2 separate regions of the Arabidopsis thaliana genome follow, and region 2 is linked to region 1. The links are chromatin contacts, called in public targeted proximity ligation maps. All regions are on one chromosome and are shown on one strand. The core of a region is the stretch at or near the end of the contact, and the rest is flanking DNA. Distances in the headings are between cores, read along the strand shown. Region 1 holds the start of AT4G34500 (Protein kinase superfamily protein). Region 2 holds the start of AT4G34670 (Ribosomal protein S3Ae).

What was found.
Region 2: a contact with region 1 is called in a targeted proximity ligation map of shoot, with 10 read pairs. A contact is called at or near these places in 9 of 26 Hi-C or Micro-C datasets (callus, leaf, root and 4 more), 1 of 2 datasets of targeted methods (shoot) and 1 of 3 other capture datasets (shoot).

Annotation. Positions count from the first base shown.
Region 1 is chr4:16,487,766-16,493,710 of TAIR10.1, reverse strand. AT4G34500 (Protein kinase superfamily protein) reads left to right here and starts at 2,657. Exons shown (of 7, transcript NM_119615.5): 1 at 2,657-3,454; 2 at 4,505-4,615; 3 at 4,703-4,825; 4 at 4,913-5,083; 5 at 5,176-5,305; 6 at 5,387-5,596; 7 at 5,674-5,945. The coding sequence starts at 2,919. The coding sequence ends at 5,706. KCS17 (3-ketoacyl-CoA synthase 17) reads right to left here and starts at 2,019. Exons shown (of 1, transcript NM_119616.3): 1 at 1-2,019. The coding sequence starts at 1,915. The coding sequence ends at 452.
Region 2 is chr4:16,546,054-16,551,790 of TAIR10.1, reverse strand. AT4G34670 (Ribosomal protein S3Ae) reads right to left here and starts at 3,191. Exons shown (of 7, transcript NM_119633.4): 1 at 3,057-3,191; 2 at 2,884-2,931; 3 at 2,688-2,793; 4 at 2,313-2,450; 5 at 2,057-2,242; 6 at 1,764-1,964; 7 at 1,242-1,667. The coding sequence starts at 3,067. The coding sequence ends at 1,569. AT4G34660 (SH3 domain-containing protein) reads left to right here and starts at 3,297. Exons shown (of 10, transcript NM_119632.4): 1 at 3,297-3,556; 2 at 4,012-4,125; 3 at 4,204-4,273; 4 at 4,383-4,534; 5 at 4,788-4,889; 6 at 5,025-5,225; 7 at 5,316-5,378; 8 at 5,499-5,651. The coding sequence starts at 3,497.

The sequences.
Region 1 (5,945 bases), core at 1,408-3,907:
TTTAGTTAAGGCCAAATAGTCTAAAATATATTATTTGTAGTTTTGTACACAGCCAGGATTGAATCTTAAGAGACTCTTTAAGTCTAAAATTACAATCAGATCCTAGACCACTTTCTATTTGCATGAACGTAACCGGATACTGATTTTTTAAATGTTTTCTTTGGTTCAAAATCGCCACTATCTTTGACAAAAACATTCTCGAATAGGATTCAAACCTAAGAGCCTTTCAAATTCGTTCTTAATTATGTCATCATCTTTAGTTCTGCTCCCATCTCTCATCGGTCTCAAGAACCACTCCTAGTCATTTAAGTACTACGTTTTATACACATTACATATACATACATTTACACAACTAGGAATTGAGTAGGGAACAAAGTTTCAACTTTCAACTAATAGGGTAAGCCTTCTGGTACATGGAAACCAACCAACCAATCTACTAGTTTTTATGAGTTCAAAGATCGATCTTAACCGGATATCTATGGATGCAATGTTCCCAAGGATTGTTAACCGAGGGCTCGACATTGCGAAGAGCCACCCAAACCGCGCTGTTACACTTAAACCCGCTACCAAAAGCAATCTGCCAAACTCTGTTTCCTTTCCTCATTCTTCCTTTAGCTTCCGTGTAAGCCAATTCATACCATATAGAGCTAGAGGAAGTGTTTCCAAATCTATGCAAAGTCATTCTAGACGCCTCAACATGTTTTGGAGAAAGCTTTAAACTCTTCTCTAGCTCATCAATCACGGCTCTACCTCCCGCGTGAATACAGAAATGATCTAAAGCAAGCTTGAAATCCGGTATGTAAGGCTTCTTCTTCTTGTCATTGAACAATCTCTTAGCAACAAAAGTCGCAAAGAACAGAATCTGCTCGCTTATAGGAAGAACCAGAGGACCCAAAGAAGTGATATTCGTCTTTAAAGCTTCTCCAGCTATAGCCATAAGATCTTTAGACAAAGAAACTCCGGTTTTCAAACACTCATCTTGTTCTTGATACACACAATTGAATGCGTTCTCATCAGATCCTTTATGAGTCCTGACCGTATGAACAAGCTTATACTTGGATCGTTTTCGATCCAAAGGCTTGTTCGAAAGCAGAACCGCGGAACCACCAACTCTAAACAAGCAATTAGGGATCAACATTGCTTTCTTGTTACCAAAATACCAATTCTGAGTGATGTTCTCAGTACTAACCACAAGAGCAAAAGTGTTCCTATGGATTTGTAACATATCACTAGCTAGATCTACCGCGATAACACCAGCACTACATCCCATTCCTCCAAGGTTAAAGCTCTTAATGTTTCCTCTAAGCTTATACTTGTTAACAATCATGGCGGATAAAGAAGGCGTAGGGTTAAACAAACTACAATTCACAACAAGAACACCAATCTCCCTAGGATTGATTTTTGTATTCTCGAAAAGATTGTCGAGTGCACCGAAGATTACCTGCTCCGCTTCTTCACGCGCTGCAGCCATAGTAGGACGCGGAGGGATAGAGTGAATAGAATCCGGTAAATAAGTCTCTTCACCGAGACCAGAGCGAATCAAGATCTTCCTCTGGAACTCAAGAGAAGTTTCGCTGAAATCTTGAATCAAACTAGAGTTGTTCATGAATTTCTGGTAGCTAACTTTTTGACTCGAAGGCGGGAGGTAGCAAGAGTAATCTAGAAGGTAGATGGATCTAGGTCGAGACATGAAGAAGACAATGGATCCGACAATGGCGAGAGTAATGACGAAGATGAATCCGGTGGAATTGTAATAGAGCTGAAGATGGTTTAGGCTTAACAATGAGACATTCATGAACAAAACAGCCATTAGAGGGAGGAACATGAGTTTAAAAAAGTGAGTGATCAGATAGTGATAACCAAGCTTGACGTAGTTTTGGGTCCGGATCTGTACAGGTCCTCCATTAGCATCCATGGACAGTTTCTAAAGCAGAATCTTTGATATTTTTGTTGATGATACTGATGAGAAACTGAATCTGGGTTTGTGTGCGTATATATAGATACTGTGAGAGAGATAGAGAAGAAATCGTAAGGGGATGTGTTTATAGACACCATTTTTTCTTCTGCAGGTTGGGTGGGAGTTTGATATAACTAAAAAACAGAGAAGAGTCGCCATTGATGTATTTGGCGTCATGTGTATCGGCCAACTAATGGAAGATATCAAGAGGAAAAGTGATGAAGAAGCTTCTGGTTTTTCAGATTTTTATGGGAAAAAAACAGAGAGAGTAGATTTGAATCGAATTTCAAATTTTCAAATTTCAAGAAAAAAAGGAATCTTAATGATAATGGACGTTGATATGGGCTTGGGGTTTAGGCCCAATTGTTTTTCTTTTGATCTTGTGTAAATCTATGTATATCTTTGGAGATCAATCACAACTCAAAGAATTGGCCCATTATGATGTAACCTAAGTTTGACTATTTTACTATTTTCTTCCTCAATTTTTTTAAGATCCCAAAGAAAAAATATGGTATTATTGTCCAATAAACATGTCGGAAGCACCAACATTATATGCTAAAACATTTATTTAACTAATTTCGATTACCAACGGCGTACGATTTAATGCAAATCCAGCTATATTACAGATCCTCATTATTCTTACAAAATTCTATTTCAATAAAAACCAAATTTTAGTTAGACTATCATTAACATACTATACATTAATATGTACTCGTTCGGTGGCATTCTCGTAATAAACACTAATCGCATGCCTTAAATAGGAAACACTCTCTCAAGTCTCACAATTCTACCCGTTGAGCTCTCTCATTTTATTTTTTTGTTAAAGCTCTCATCAGTCATCATCGTCTTTTCTCTTTTGTTTGTTTGCTCCTAACGTTTCTCTTTCTTGGAACAATCTCCAGCAAACCAAACTAATCCGTCTGAGAGAAGTAGTTTTGACTTTCTCTACTCCGTGATCGCGATGTCGGACTCTGGTGGTGGTTCTCACAAGTCCTCCACAACAAAACCTTCCGTTTTCGGACTAAACCTTTACTTAGTCATCGCGATTTGTTCTGTTTTCATACTCTTGATCTCACTCTTGATCTTCCTCTTCGTCTGCTTGAATCGCGTCTCACGCGCTCGTAGAATGCGCGTTAAACACAGCTCCGGCTCGATCCCGCTCGTCTCTAAAGAAATCTCGGAGATCAAGACGGTCGGCAAATTCATAAACTCCGACGATTCCAAGGGTAAAATCGGAAACGAAGTTGTTGTTGTTGTCTCCGCCACAAGCAAAGAAGCGACAAGTGGTTTTGATACTTTGTCGGTGGCTTCGAGCGGTGACGTTGGTACTTCTGAGGCAATGGGATGGGGAAAATGGTACAGCTTGAAAGATCTGGAGATTGCGACACGTGGCTTCTCTGATGATAACATGATCGGTGAAGGAGGGTACGGTGTCGTTTACAGAGCTGATTTCTCTGACGGTTCTGTCGCCGCCGTCAAGAATCTCCTTAACAACAAGTAATGTCTTTAATGATTATTACTAATTTTGATTAAGATCATTTTGAGCAAAATTCAAGTTTTTTGAAATTTGGATCTTATCGGGTAGTATATTAAATATATCATTGCCTCATTCTGACAAATGTTCATTTACTTCGTTTCACGGACTCCGTAATTCTTGGGTCAAGGTTTCATTGGTACTTACTACTTGGTTTTAAAAATGCTTTTAATGTTGTCTTCTTCGTTGCTTTCAAACCCAAGAAAATGGCGAAACTTAGATTTTTTATATTTCTCCGACAAGTGTTTAATTAGATAGTACCACTTTCTCTGCATTGACTTTAATATATCAATGAAATTCTTGAGTTCTGTATTGAATAAGGGTCCAACTGTAACCATTTTATCTCCTGAATTAGTAACTTAAAGACATTTCAGAGTATATAGTAAATGTTTTTCCGACCATTGAACTATATAATTGCTGTTTTTTTAGGTAGGTGTAGTGAAGCTAAAAGAGTAAAACAAAAGGAAATAGTATTAATTAGTTGTGCTTTGTTCTTTATTCTCTATTAATGCTTTCTTTAATCTTTTCCTTTTCTTTTGACCTCTATCATCTCTTTTGTTTTAGTTTGTCACCTTTTTTAGATGATGAGATGGTCTTCACTAGTATAAAACTTGCTGGAACATGAGATATCATTGAACCAAATAGCTTGCAAAGAATCTTCTCTGTTTGCTTTGTGGGATTGTCACTTCTTTGTTCTGACTTTGGGATTGATTAGCCAAAGCTCCATGGATTGATTTTATGGTTAAGAAAATGAATAAATCTTTTATCTAGGTACAGAAATCTATTATATTCATTGTTAGGTTGAGCAGAGTCAGGTTGTTGGTTACAGGACAACCACTGGAAGTTTGATGCCATTTAAAAAAAAATATATATAATAATTTTTTGGTCCTGAGGCATGGATGAAACTTTTTCTCTTCTTGTTTACTCTTATATTATTGTTTTATAAACAGTTTTGTAGATTTTGATATAAGAAATGAATCTGCTAAATGATGGTAAAATATAATTCTATTCAGGGGTCAGGCGGAGAAGGAGTTCAAAGTTGAAGTAGAAGCAATTGGGAAAGTAAGACATAAGAACTTGGTTGGTCTGATGGGATATTGTGCTGACAGTGCTCAAAGTCAAAGGTGCTAATCCAAACAAACTCAAATGAATTAGTAAACTCTAATTTGGAATTAATCTAACAGTTAGTTCTTTCTTTGTTCCTTGATTAGGATGCTTGTGTATGAATATATTGATAATGGAAACTTGGAGCAGTGGTTACACGGTGATGTAGGTCCGGTGAGTCCTCTTACGTGGGATATCCGCATGAAGATAGCCATTGGAACAGCAAAAGGGTGCAACTTCTTTTGTTTTCTACTTCTTCTTTTCAGTTCGCATTTTAGCTAAGATTGGCCTTTGAAACTCTGCCTTTTGATGAACAGATTAGCCTATTTACATGAAGGGCTTGAACCTAAGGTTGTGCACCGTGATGTGAAATCTAGTAACATCTTGCTCGATAAGAAATGGAACGCGAAAGTGTCTGATTTTGGTTTGGCCAAGTTATTAGGATCTGAAACAAGCTACGTGACAACTCGTGTGATGGGAACTTTTGGGTATATATATAGATACCCTCTCTTCTTTCAGTTATCAGGCTCATATTGTTTCTTTACATTTTATCTTCTTACACCTTTTTAACTTTCTGCAGATATGTTTCACCGGAATATGCAAGTACTGGTATGCTCAATGAGTGTAGTGATGTCTACAGTTTCGGTGTTCTGCTCATGGAGATCATTACAGGAAGGAGCCCAGTTGATTATTCAAGACCGCCTGGCGAGGTAATTGAAAACGTTTGTAAGTAACAAAACCTTTACCTGCCAAGACCATACGCAAATAATTGTTTGTTGAAACATTTGCAGATGAACTTAGTGGATTGGTTCAAAGGAATGGTTGCAAGTAGACGTGGAGAAGAAGTTATAGACCCTAAAATCAAGACATCACCTCCTCCAAGAGCTTTGAAAAGAGCTTTGCTTGTTTGTTTGCGTTGCATAGACCTTGACTCTAGTAAACGACCAAAGATGGGACAAATCATTCACATGCTTGAGGCTGAAGATTTTCCATTCCGTCCTGTAAGTGTGTCAAAAGCTAAAAAGAGATTTGATCCTTTATGCAATTTACTGATTTTAAGTTTCATGTTGTCACACAGGAACACAGATCAAACCAGGAAAGATCGAAGTAAGAAAGATTATTGGGCAAACAATAATGTCTTGGGGAAGACCACACTTGAGCGTTGATGCTATTCATTACACAGCCATATATTGATAGATGTTTCCATGTTTGTTCTTATATTGAGAGGATTGATATGCAAAAGAGAAAATTGGAAAAGTGAAATTAGATATATGAGGATGAAATTCAGATTTATCGCTTGTAATTTGTAAATATATCATATATTGTATAATAAAACAGTGAACTCTAAGA
Region 2 (5,737 bases), core at 1,942-4,441, 58 kb before region 1:
AATGTTGATTTCAAATTCGATTCAAACACCCAAAAACAAGAGCATAAATAAAGTTCCTTTTAACCCACATTACGCAAAGAAAGAAAAAAAAAAAGAAGTGTGGGTTTTTGGTAGTGATGGGAATGGAGATGGTGCAAACCACCGTTGGAGTGGAGTTCACCAAAGCAACCACTATAGCCAAATCTTTTGAACATTTTATTTTTATTTTTAATAACTATCAAAGTATACTACTTTCCTTCCAATTATGAAATCTTTCCTTTTTAGTATAATTGGTCTTAGTCTTAAAACAAGATTAGGGTTTGGTTTTTTCGAAAGAGTAGTTACGATCACTTAGTTTGGTGGTATATTTTTTTCTGCCAACCTTAGTTTATTGTGTGTGTGGGACTTTATACTCGTGTCGCTATATACACATTGATATGTTTTGAAGATTTTTTATTTTGAAAGTTGGTATATATTCCATTTTAACTTATTTTGATTTTCGTAAAATTAGGGGGAAAACAGAAAAGTTTGAAAAGGGAGCAGGCTGGTGAGGAGTGACGAGAGCGTAATGGGGGAAAAGAGAACGTGTCACATTTTCCTCTTATTCGTCGATTCACGACGCATCATCATCATCACTCTTTCCCTTTTCTTATCTTTTATAAAACATGGAGTAGTTTTTATCATTTTTGACGTCAAGAAAATGGGAGAGAGTTTCAAGTCCTGTAATCAATGCAAGTGGTTTTTGAGTTAATGATTCTTGTATTCGCAATATCTCTAGGCAAAAAAATGTAGAATAATATCTAACCTATTATAAAGTTTTACCTAATAAAACATTAAAAACTTCAATAGATTTACCTAAAATCCAATCTATCATTGTGATGCAAATGTATTGTTCGAATCAATGACATCAAATCGCATATTAGAAATTTAGTTGCTATATTATCACTAAGTAAAATAAATGAGGAAAAAAAAGATATGTATCCAAATGATTTTTTCTTTCACATAAAAATAAGACAAAACGAAAACGAGAGACGAAAAAAAAAGTTAACACAGAACATAATCATTGCGTTTTAACAAAAGCATAATCCATTTGAATACGTAATCATTCATCACGGACCATAGTCAGAATAAAATGTAACAAAATCTCAATGTCTTACCAGGACCTAATAAGTAACAACTGATCATTATTCGAATCAACAAATTATATAACTCAAATTATACAAAAAGAATTGTGTAAGAGATGCGGAAATTGCTAGTTTGTCGAATAATTGAAGAGGTAAATCGGGGTAGTGCAAATTATTTTATTTTATTTCGATTACTTCTTCTCAAAAGTTTTAACCTTTTTACAGTTTGACTTTGATGTAAATCCTAATCTTGTCCATTTAAATATTTGAAGAGAGAGCAAATCCAGATTCCAAAAATGAAAAGAAGAAGTGAAGAACTAAGACATATAATAAAAAAGGTAAAACATGATAAACAATAAAGATCATCCATCAAAAACGAGTCCAAAACCAGTCACACCAATGGCGACATAACATTAGGTTCTTTTTTTTTTTTGCCAGCGAAAAAACAAACAAATCTATAATCCCCTAAGCTCCGATGATTTCTGTTGGCTCCTCAACCATTGTCTCATCAGCTGGCCTGTCTACCTTCACACCAACATCCTCTGCTGTGTAATCTCCATGCACCTAAAGATAAACCAAAACAAAAAGAGTTAGATTTCATTACATCCTTGGAACCAAGACTAGTGCATCAATGATGAAATTAATGTGACTTCAATCTACCTCCATGAGCTTTCCAAGGTCAAACTTGGGAGCCTTTAGGATCTTCACTTTACGGATGAACACATTCTGCAACGGGTAGATGCCCTGTGTTGCCTTCTCAATCTCTCTTCCAATGGCCTCTGGGATGAACTTGGCCACTAGCTCCTTGAGGTCACAAGATGAAGCCTCCTTCACCATAATCTCACTCATCTTTCTGCGGATCTACAAGAATCAAGAAACATTTACAAGGAAAATGTTAATCTTCTGTTTACAGAAAGCCAAATAGTAAGCACATGGTATGATAATGTTGTAACCTGACGGATTTGGCTGGATTGAGCGTAACAGGTACGCTTCACTTGGTTAGCACGTCTCTTTGTGAAGGCGATGCAGAACATCCTCAAGGTGTAGCCGTCTGTGGTTTTCACATCGACATGGGCTTCAATCAAAGTCTGCCACTTCTTCACCAATGACCTTAGCTTGTCGGTTGTGAAATCCATACCCTACAGAGATCACAGATTAAAAACCGCACTCTGTATCAATATGCCAGTAAAGGAGTGGTCTTTATCTTACCCAGAACTGGGTCAACACATTCCTTCCCTGAACATCTTCAGCTCTAAGACGGATCTTCCTGTAGGCATTATCCTCATCATTTTGTAGATCAGCAAGAGAAACCTCAAACACCCTGTGTTTCAGTCCCTCAGAGGCAATCTGTTTAAATTAAGAGATAGCCCAGATAACAAAGTCAGATTTGTCGAAGAGGAACACGCTCTTTTCTATCACAAATGCAATTCCTATTACTTCAATAATGAAAGCCACCAAGAGCAAATGCCCATCTCTACACCTCACATTCAGCAAATGACCTATGCCATGAGATAACTATAGACTCAAAACCTAGAAAGCTCTAACCTTTCTCCAGTATAGTAATAGAAAGACATAAGACATTACCTTGGTACCCTGAGTCCTGGAAACAAGAGTCTTCCCAACATTCCTGTTCGTGAAAGAACCAGGAGCCTTCACGTCATACCAATCCTTCTTGGAGAAGGGATCAACACTGCACCATCCATAACAATTCAATCACGAACACTATATACAGATTACAATTAGAAATCTGAGAATTTTATTCAGGACATAGGTTACTTACGCCTTCTTCTTTCCTCCTTTCCTACCCTTTGAAATCCTCTTGTTCTTCCTATATGATCAAACAAAAACCTTAAATCAGAACATGATATACTCGAAGCTATGATCAAATGAGAGATTCCAATACAGAGACTGGAGAAACAAGCAAGGAATATAGAGATGCGAAGAGAGATTTACCCGACAGCCATGGTTAAGGGTCTTCTAGATGGTGTAGCGACGACGAGCTACAGTGAGGAAGAAGAAGAAGCGGCTTCAACAAGTGAGAGAAAGCCCTAATTCACTGGCTTTTCATTTATATATGTCTAGGGTTTTGCGTCTTTTTAGTTATTTTGAGATGATATAAATTTATAGCTTACTGGATTTTATTTTCAAGCCCAATGGGCTATTATAGAGAGCCCAATATTAACCTTCTTGGTGAAACAGAGACTTTGTCTATCTTTGATTTCTTCGTGTTCGAAAGCAGAGAAATTTGTTCTGAGCTCAACGCCATTTTTGACGATTTCGAATCTCTGTCTTCTCTGAGTTGTTCCAAGTAATCGGAGGGAACTCGTAAAGTGGAAGAATAGGAGAAAGAGAGAAGGAAGAAGATTTGTGAATAGCTCTTGATCTGGTGAAGAATGGATGCAATTAGAAAACAAGCTAGCAGGTTGAGAGAACAAGTTGCGAGACAGCAGCAGGTTAAAGTTCTTAACTTTTGGTTTGCCCATTTGCTTAGATCCCGATTCTGTATCTTTTTTTCTAGATTTTGTTTTTATCTTCTCTTGTGATTCCGTTGAGTCGTTGGTTTCTGGTGAATGAATCAATAATGTGATGATGATAAAGGGGCTAGCTTTTTTTCGGATCGATGGTTTTTGACTTAATGAGTAATTGGATCTGAGTGTGATTAATACGTTGATTCGATGTGAGATTGGGTAAAATTCTGTAGAATTGGAGAAGTTTTTGTCAAAGGGTAATTTAGGATACTTTTATGTGAGAATCCGTTTCAGTTTTGTGAGCTGGGATTTGAAAGATGTTGTAGTGATAGATTAACATATTGGTGCTACATGTTCCAAGTTACCATGAGATTGGGTGTTTGTGTTCTTGAGTTTGAGGTTAATTAGTACACTGACTTAGTTTTTGTGGAATGGTTAAGGCTGTCTTTAAGCAATTTGGAGGAGGGGGATATGGCTCTGGTTTAGCTGATGAAGCAGAACTCAATCAGCATCAGAAGCTAGAAAAGCTTTACATATCCACTCGTGCTGCTAAGGTTGTTTTTCTTAAGCTTTTGACTAGTTTGAAGTTTTGATTACTATTGATTTTGGACTCATTCGTTCTTCGTTTTCAGCATTACCAAAGAGATATTGTTCGTGGTGTGGAAGGTTATATAGTTACAGGGTCAAAACAAGTTGAAATAGGTGATTTTTTTGACCCTTTGAGTTTTAACTTATTGTATTTTTTTATGTCTGTTATAGACTTGAATTGGCTCACAGGCCTGTCTTTCATTTTGCACTCATTTTTCATCAGGTACGAAATTGTCTGAGGATAGCAGGAAATATGGTTCAGAGAATACATGTACGAATGGTAACGTATTAACACGGGCTGCACTGAACTATGGGCGTGCTCGAGCACAAATGGAGAAGGAACGTGGAAATATGTTGAAGGCTCTTGGTACACAGGTTTGTCTTTTTCATCTTCCATCAAAGTGTTAAGCAATAGCACATATCTGTTGCATGCAATATAACTACACAAATAATTACTTTCCTGCCATTGTTAGTGGAATGACTGCCATTTGTGGGAAGATCTATTTCTTTTATCTGGAATAATTTGTTACATACTCTTTAAAAGTCAATTAATGTCATGGTGTTCACTTGGTTCTTTCTTTATTGCGGTTTGGCTACTACAATCATATGTCAATCCTGAATTTGTTAGGTTGCTGAGCCATTACGGGCAATGGTTTTGGGAGCTCCATTGGAGGATGCTAGACATCTTGCTCAACGCTATGACAGAATGCGCCAAGAAGCTGAAGCTCAGGTACGGTGAAAGATAATACCATGAAGCTATTTAATTACCGTTAGTAGAATATGGGTTTTTTCCTCTTCCAAGAACTAGTCATTTTATTATTCGCATGATAGAACTTTACTTATGCGCCTGCTTTAATCCAAACAGGCTACAGAAGTTGCCAGACGCCAAGCAAAGGCGAGAGAGTCTCAAGGTAATCCTGACATCTTGATGAAACTGGAATCTGCTGAAGCAAAACTTCACGACCTAAAATCAAATATGACAATATTGGGGAAAGAAGCTGCTTCTGCTTTAGCTTCCGTTGAAGATCAACAACAGAAATTGACTCTTGAACGACTTCTTTCAATGGTAGTGCGATTGGTTACAAGATCCATTTCTAGGTCAACTTTGATTTACTTACCCATATGTAACAACTGTATTTTTCATTCCTGATCACAGGTTGAATCTGAACGCGCCTACCATCAAAGAGTCCTCCAAATACTTGATCAGCTCGAAGGAGAGGTTGGTGTGCATTAGTTTTACAGCTTTCAGTTTCCTGTGATAATAGTATTCTTGTCGAACAATCAGTTCATCATTATATGAGTCAACTAAGGACAAAATGGAACATTCTTGAACCTACAGATGGTATCTGAGAGGCAACGTATAGAAGCTCCCTCTACTCCCTCAAGCGCAGACAGTATGCCGCCACCTCCATCATATGAGGAAGCTAATGGAGTGTTTGCATCTCAGATGCATGACACGTCAACAGATAGCATGGGTTACTTCTTAGGAGAGGTATGCTTTTCAGTCTTTAATACCTTCCTTTTAGAGTTAAAACTTTGGTTTATATTGGTAGTAAAAGTATCAAAGAGATAATTGGA